Regions from separate parts of the Zea mays genome. Here region 2 is linked to region 1. The links are chromatin contacts, called in public Hi-C maps. All regions are on one chromosome and are shown on one strand. The core of a region is the stretch at or near the end of the contact, and the rest is flanking DNA. Distances in the headings are between cores, read along the strand shown.

Region 1 (3,521 bases), core at 533-3,032:
ACGATGACAACTGAAGCTGCCCACTGGAGAAGGCATTCGCTACCGTCTTGTTTCCTAGGTTTAGCACGCAGTTAGTCGCCATGTCTTTGAGAGAGTTCGATGTGTTTGGGAATGACAATAGTTCCTTTCTTGGTTCCCTAAGTTCGTTGAATCAGATGTGAATACGGCTAAGGTTTTTGGGTTATGCAACTCTGGGACGTACGCCAGTTGATTTGATCGTTTGAAAAGAAATGGAAGGACGTTAAAGTTTGAACAATTCTGATGCGTTTTATTTCAATTTCTGTTCAGAATTAGCTATCTGTTGCTGCTCCGATTTCAGTGTGTACCTCATTTACTTTTGAGGTAACAAGCTCGTTTCAACTGTGTTTTCACCGATAATTGGAACAAATTGATCGACAATTTAGCACACAACAGTTTCTTAGGAATCAGCCGCCGAAATGCCCGCAAGAAATGACAAATTCTGAGGCCGACGCCCGGGCAAACGGCTCTGTTTGAGTGTAAAGCTAATTCGTACACATTAAAACCACACTCATGCAATATGCAGTGTAAAAAAATGTTTTGATTGACCAAACAGGTGAACTGCTAGACATGGTGTAATAGGTATAAAAAGACTTGTTTACTCGATTCCGCTGGTTAACGTTTAATCTGTATCAAATTGGATTTTTGAATGTCAATTACAAACATCAATTAGTAAGTCTTGGACTGTAGTTTGTCGTGTTGTTTTGTCTTTATGTTGAACAAAATCCTCATGGCTCGATTACTGTATCAGGGTTCAACAAAATCTTTATGGCTCAATTACTCGTACGACTTAACTTGTTAATGGCTTGGCTTGTTTTATTATTTTAGCAGATGAATCGGTCTTCTAGCTCGGTTCTCTGACGAGTCAACTCTCAATGACAAGCACTTTATCTAGTTATCAGTGACGCCTCACCTATTCTAGTTTTGTTCTCTCGTAGTTATAACATATATATAGACATATGTGCATGTTCCATGTAATTAAATTTATGTATGGCTATATATTTATATTGTTTATTTAATATTTGATTACTAGTGTTGGTTTTATGAATTTGTGTTTACTAGAAGTATACAACATTAGTGTTGTGAAATGAAATATTATATATTTGTGGAATGAATGATTGAACCCAGATTGGTGCGTACCTCTTTGTTGGGTGTGTCATATCGAGTTTTTTTAGCTTTGGGTTGTTTTTGGGTTGAGTTAGATTTTAAATAAAAAATCATGTTAGCAATCTCTTTTTCTATATCTTTAATTTCTAGAGTGGTTTCCTAAATCTCCTGTTATATGGCACTATAACAATAAAATATTATTTGTCATACCTATTAATTATCAGTTACTATTTTTTCTTAATTAACAAACTATGCTGCCCACGGAAATCAAGACTAGGAGGCCGGCAGGCGCGTCTCCAAATATGGTGGTTCGCTGTACAAAACGTTAACATTATAGCTGTTGCGGGGGGAAATGATGAACACAAATCGTCGCCAGAGTGAGGTGGGTGCGTTCGGCGGTGACCGCTGCTATGGGAAAAAAAAGTCTCGGAGGCCCACTGGCAATTTATGTGCGACCCACAATCCGGACGAAACGGTGTCGCGGCAAAACAAAACCAACCTTCACCGCACCGCACGTCACTCTCTCTCCAAGTAACATTGGACGGTCAGGATCGTTGCCCTACCGCATTCCCCATCCTGCCACGTCACCGATCCGCGTCCTCCTGTCCCATTGGCTATCGTAGCTATATAACACAACTACCCACCGCTTTCATAGTCCTGATTACAAACCCGTCCTCTGTCCGTCCTACCACCACAGCTCACCGCGGTTTGGCTTTCTCCCCTCTTCCGCACCCGCTTCTCGCTCCGGATTCCCTCTGCTCTTTCCCTAACGAAGGTAGCCATGGCGGGGAGAGGTAAGGCGATCGGCTCAGGCGCCGCCAAGAAGGCCACGTCCAGGAGCTCCAAGGCTGGCCTCCAGTTCCCCGTGGGAAGGATCGCCAGGTTCCTCAAGGCCGGCAAGTATGCCGAGAGAGTCGGCGCCGGCGCCCCTGTCTACCTCGCTGCCGTGCTCGAGTATCTTGCTGCTGAGGTAAAGAAGGCTTCCGATTTTGTGGCTATTGGCTAATTCTTTTATTTTTGTTTTGAGCATTGAAAATTTGGCTGCTGGGGTTTCCTTTTTCTTTTTATATAAAATGGGTGTTAATTGCTGAAATTACTGAATTGAAGTAGAACACCAGGCGGATTTTGGCTGAAGATCTAAACCTATCGTTGGTTGATTTGCTATTTTCTGTTGAACCAGTAAGGATTCTGATTCAATAATTGGGGGCTTTCTCCGTGTTCGTTCGTGCAGGTTCTTGAGCTGGCCGGCAATGCGGCACGTGACAACAAGAAGACCCGCATCGTACCGCGCCACATCCAGCTCGCCGTCCGCAACGACGAAGAGCTCTCCCGCTTGCTGGGCACGGTGACCATCGCTAGCGGTGGTGTCATGCCCAACATCCATAACCTGCTTCTCCCGAAGAAGGCCGGCGGCGGCAGCGCCAAGGCTGCGGCTGGTGACGAGGACTAAGTCCTTGACTACGCCTGGTGGCACGTCCCAGGATGCTGCCGTATCAACTTGTGTCTGTGTAGTACGTTAGGTGTTCGTTGTAGCTGGGTATGTGGGTTGCTGTAACACTGCTAAACTAAGTTACTCTTGTGCTTGCTAAGGATTAAGTTCTGTATTTGTTGCTATAAAAGGTGCATCCTTTGAATGACTGGTTCATCAATCATAGTGTCCCAATTTGCATTTCGTGTGTCTGGATCATTTCGAAATGTTGCGCTGTGTTGTTTTGGAATTTATTTCTGAGATTGAATGCAAGAATATGACGCCTTCTGTTATGGGGATTTGAGGACTCAACAAGTGGTGATTGCTGCGCATGCGGACTCGCGATCATTCGGTCCTTGCCAAATTCAGACGTGAATTTTAGGACTGCAGCAAAAGTTCAGTAATCTAAGTAGTGGTTCCACATAAAAGTGTACTGTGACATGAAAGGAAGCTGTTGGATTGTTGCATGTGTTCTTCAAGTTCTAAGGGTCAATGGATGACGATCTAGTGCAAGTTTCATGCTGCGCAATGAAGTTTTAAGCGGGCAGTTCTGAGTTTTTCTCGAGATTTGAATTACCTGGAGAACTTGAAACAGTGCTATGTCGGGGAAATTTTTGATAATTGACTTCCAATTCGCGAAGAATGTTTGGTTATGGTTAAGGCCTGAACTACTCTGCAGCAACAGCATGAATGATGGAACGGACTTGTTGACACACTTTTAGGGCGTTTGGTTTTAGAAATCACTCCATCTAAATTGAGTGATGTATTATGGGTTCATTTTTTAAATTTAGTAGTTTGATTCCATTATTCAATAGTACTAACTAACTATAAGGAATTAACTATAAGGAATGATGTGGTGATGAATTAACTCATTTTATTTTAAAAATCAAACAAATATAATGAGGAGTGAGAAGATGATAAACTAGCT
Region 2 (3,521 bases), core at 753-3,252, 230 kb after region 1:
AACCTTTTTGTGTGATCAGGTCTCCTATATCCCCAGTAATTGAACAGCAGAAGTTTGCTTGGTACCATTACAAAATACAAATAGTTAGTTAATCATGCATTGTGATTTGTGAAGCACAAGAATCATCTTTATCTGGAGGATGTGTTGGAGGTTTCTGTAGATGCTGCTTCAAAAATTGGGAACTCGTGAATTTCCTTGAAAGCATTATAAATGTGACTGTATCTCTTTAATGTAGTGCTGCACAGCTCTCTCGTGTTTGAGAAGAAAAACGTGAATGTATCTAGTCTATTATTTGCTCAGGTTGAGATTGTATGTTTTTGCACCTTTTTGTGCTAACAGCAATTTGCTATTATTTATACAACCAGGATCTGTTAGATGCTTTGAATCAACTAGAGGTGGGACTCAAAGAAAACCTCAAGAAGTTGAGTTCCTTTGATAAGTACAAACAGCAAGTTCTTCTTGGTCATCTTGACTGGTCTCCAATGCACAAAGATCCAAGTTTCTGGCGTGAGAACATTAACAATTTTGAAGAGAATGATTTCCAGGTATGCCTTGCCCTTTCTTCTTTGGGACAATTGTGATTATACCCTTCGCTGGTCTTGCAATTGTGATTTTACCCTCCGTTTTCCAACTTTGTGTTCATAGATAAGCTATTCTGGACAATTCAATGTTATAGATTAGATAGGCTCACAAGCATTTAGCTCTGTGGTTGTGATGAAATTGCACTTATAACTTGGCAGATTCTACGAGTTCTCATGACAATCATTGACACATCAAGTGACACCACCGCTCTTGCCGTGGCCTGCTACGACCTCTCACAGTTCCTCCAGTACCATCCATCTGGCCGAATCGTGGTGGCAGACCTCAAGGCCAAGGACCGAGTCATGAAGCTCATGAATCATGAAAACACTGAAGTGCAGAAAAATGCGCTGCTCTGTGTGCAGAGGCTCTTCCTTGGCGCAAAGTATGCCAGTTTTCTGCGGGCTTGAGAGAAACCGAGTCTTTTTTGTATTTAGATCCAGAGAACTCCTGGCCATTTTTAAAAATGGCTGTTAAGAAAACCTTGAAAATTCTTGTCCATTATATCCTATTGTTATTTGATTTCTGAGACCGATGTATAATAAATAATTAGAGCCATACCATGCTCGATGTAATAAAGTGTCCATGGGCTTGTTGATTCATTTATGTAAATTCTGATCTCCAACTTTAGCAATCCTTTTTTTTCTGTACACCTGACTTGTGTGAATATGGACGTACATGTTTGCAATTGTTCCACAGGTTTTTATGTTAGTTCATTCTCCTGAAATTCTGGAACATCGCGCCTTCGAAATTTTGATTTTGCCTTGTTGAGCTAAACCATCTACATCTTTCGATTTAACATGTATTATTTTTCATTATAACGTTCGATGTTATTTGCTTTTTAAATAACATTTGAGCTTTCACATATTTCAAATAACATATACTCCATTGTCTTGAAATATGAGTGATGGAAGCAATACCGGGTAGTATGAAGTTTGCTGTAAAGCTATAATCAGAGAGGGCGATGGTATAATTGAAGTCGTCCTTGTTGCAAGAGACGCTATCCTAGAGGATTTGAAGGCATCGAAATACCAAAACTAAACTAAATGTGATGCATGCTGCCACGAGTATGTGTGTTTCTATAATATGAATTGGAAATATTTAGACCCTAGTTTTGGTGATCAATAATAACATAGGATTATTATTGTGACTAATATATATTTTGCAGGAAATGTATCAATCAGCTGCACCACAAATTTCATACCAATGATTGGCGGGAAGTGGGATTATGGTCTCATCTGCGACTTACTGTACCTACCGCTCTTGATTTGTACAGTATAATGTTGGTGTACTAATCCACGTACGTCTGGCCGTTCGGGCCTTGGGGGGTTTTGTGGCAGGAGCGATTGGATCTGGCCGTTCGGGCCTTTGGAGGTGCTTCACCAAGCGTGAGTGTATTGGGCTTAGGCCGTCGGCTGGGTCTGCCTGGCCCATTGCAATCTCGAGAAGCAACTCCGTCGCGCCGCACTCAATCGCCTCCGATTCTGCGGAGACTCAGCATCGGAATGGCGGCGGCGGCTCGTGCCGGGTTCCGGCGGCTCTTCTCCGTCTCGGCCTTCGCTGCACCGCCTCCTCCTGCCGCGCGCCCCGCGGCGAACCCTTGCAACAACCTCTTCGTCTCAGGCAACTAACCTCGCCTCCATTTCCCCCCTTTTTGCATGTTTTGCAAGAGAAAACCCTCGCCTTGATTCTTATGCTGCGCGCTTTATTAGTTGCTTGTTGTGCTAGCATGCGGTGGATGTTTGCGGTAGGATTAGGAATGGGGGAAGTTGTTTACTTTTGTCTGAGATCTGTTAGCCAGTAGTTACTTCCAACTTTGATATACCTGATGAACTAAACTGATACTAGTCGTAGTCGAATAGTGTTATCTTGCGAACTGAATCGATTTGCTCTATCTGAACCCACTCTGAACGAGAGAAGTACTGCACAGGCGCATACAAACTTATTGTCGAATGTCGATGTCAACTACTTGACCTTTTATAAGCACACGTATATGTTAAACTTGAAACTGAGTCTTTTTGTATTTAGACCTAGAGAACTCCTGGTCATTTTTCAAAATGGCTGTTAAGAAAACCTTGAATTTTTTTGTCCATTATATCCTATTGTTATTTGATTTCTGAAACTGGTGTATAATAAATAATCAGAGCCATACCATGCTCGATGTAATGAAGTGTTCATGGGCTTGTTGATTCATTTATGCAAATTTTGTTATTCCATTAATATTCTACTACTTGACAACATTGCCTGACTTGTGTGAATATGGACGTTACATGTTTGCAATTGTTCCTCAGGTTTTTATGTTAATTCATTCTCTTCTGGAACATCGTGCGCCTGAAATATTTTGATTTTTCCTTGTTGTGCTACACCATCCACATCTTTCGATTTAACCTGTATTGTTTTTCATCATAACGCTCGATGTTATTTGCTTTTTATAAATAACATATGAGCTTTCACATATTTCAAAAAACATATATTCCATTGTCTTCTTGTCTTGAAATATGAGTGATGGAAGAGTATCAGGTATGAAGTTTGCTGCAAAGCTATAATCAGAGAAGGCGATGGTACAATTGAAGTCGTCCTTGTTGCAAGAAACGCCATCCTAGAGGATTTGAAGGCAGCTAAATACCAAAATTAAATGTGATGCATGCTGCCACTTGTGACTAATATATGTTTTGCAGGTACGTCATAATAGGAAAATGTATTCATCAGCTGCACCACAAATTTCATACCAATGATTAGAGAGAAGTGGGATAATGGTCATCATCTGCCACCTACTGGTTTCAGACTTCCAACCTAGGCTGGTTTTAGACTTTCCTTTCCAACCTATATCCATAGTAGCTATTGACCGGTCGATATCGATCACTGTTAGTCCGCTCCACGACACAATCTTTACACTACAACCACTTTATTGTTATATCATTTTTTACATACTTTTATGTGAC

What was found. A called contact is a pair of places that touch in the nucleus more often than the background predicts.
Region 2: a Hi-C map of tassel shows a contact between it and region 1, with 2.7 times the contacts expected there. The contact joins the promoter of LOC100282339 here to the promoter of LOC100194327 in region 1. A contact is called at or near these places in 3 of 25 Hi-C or Micro-C datasets (ear, leaf and tassel).

Annotation. Positions count from the first base shown.
Region 1 is chr2:210,825,359-210,828,879 of Zm-B73-REFERENCE-NAM-5.0, forward strand. It overlaps LOC100194327 (Histone H2A), which reads left to right and starts at 1,783. Exons shown (of 2, transcript NM_001139365.2): 1 at 1,783-2,095; 2 at 2,357-2,863. The coding sequence starts at 1,907. The coding sequence ends at 2,575. LOC100273666 reads left to right here. Exons shown (of 2, transcript NM_001352806.1): 2 at 1-253. The coding sequence ends at 14. LOC103647736 (formin-like protein 11) reads right to left here. Exons shown (of 6, transcript XM_008672251.2): 6 at 3,509-3,521.
Region 2 is chr2:211,054,251-211,057,771 of Zm-B73-REFERENCE-NAM-5.0, forward strand. It overlaps LOC100282339 (ELAV-like protein 4), which reads left to right and starts at 2,003. Exons shown (of 4, transcript NM_001157046.1): 1 at 2,003-2,202. The coding sequence starts at 2,085. LOC103647744 (probable V-type proton ATPase subunit H) reads left to right here. Exons shown (of 12, transcript NM_001301434.1): 11 at 366-545; 12 at 741-1,188. The coding sequence ends at 989.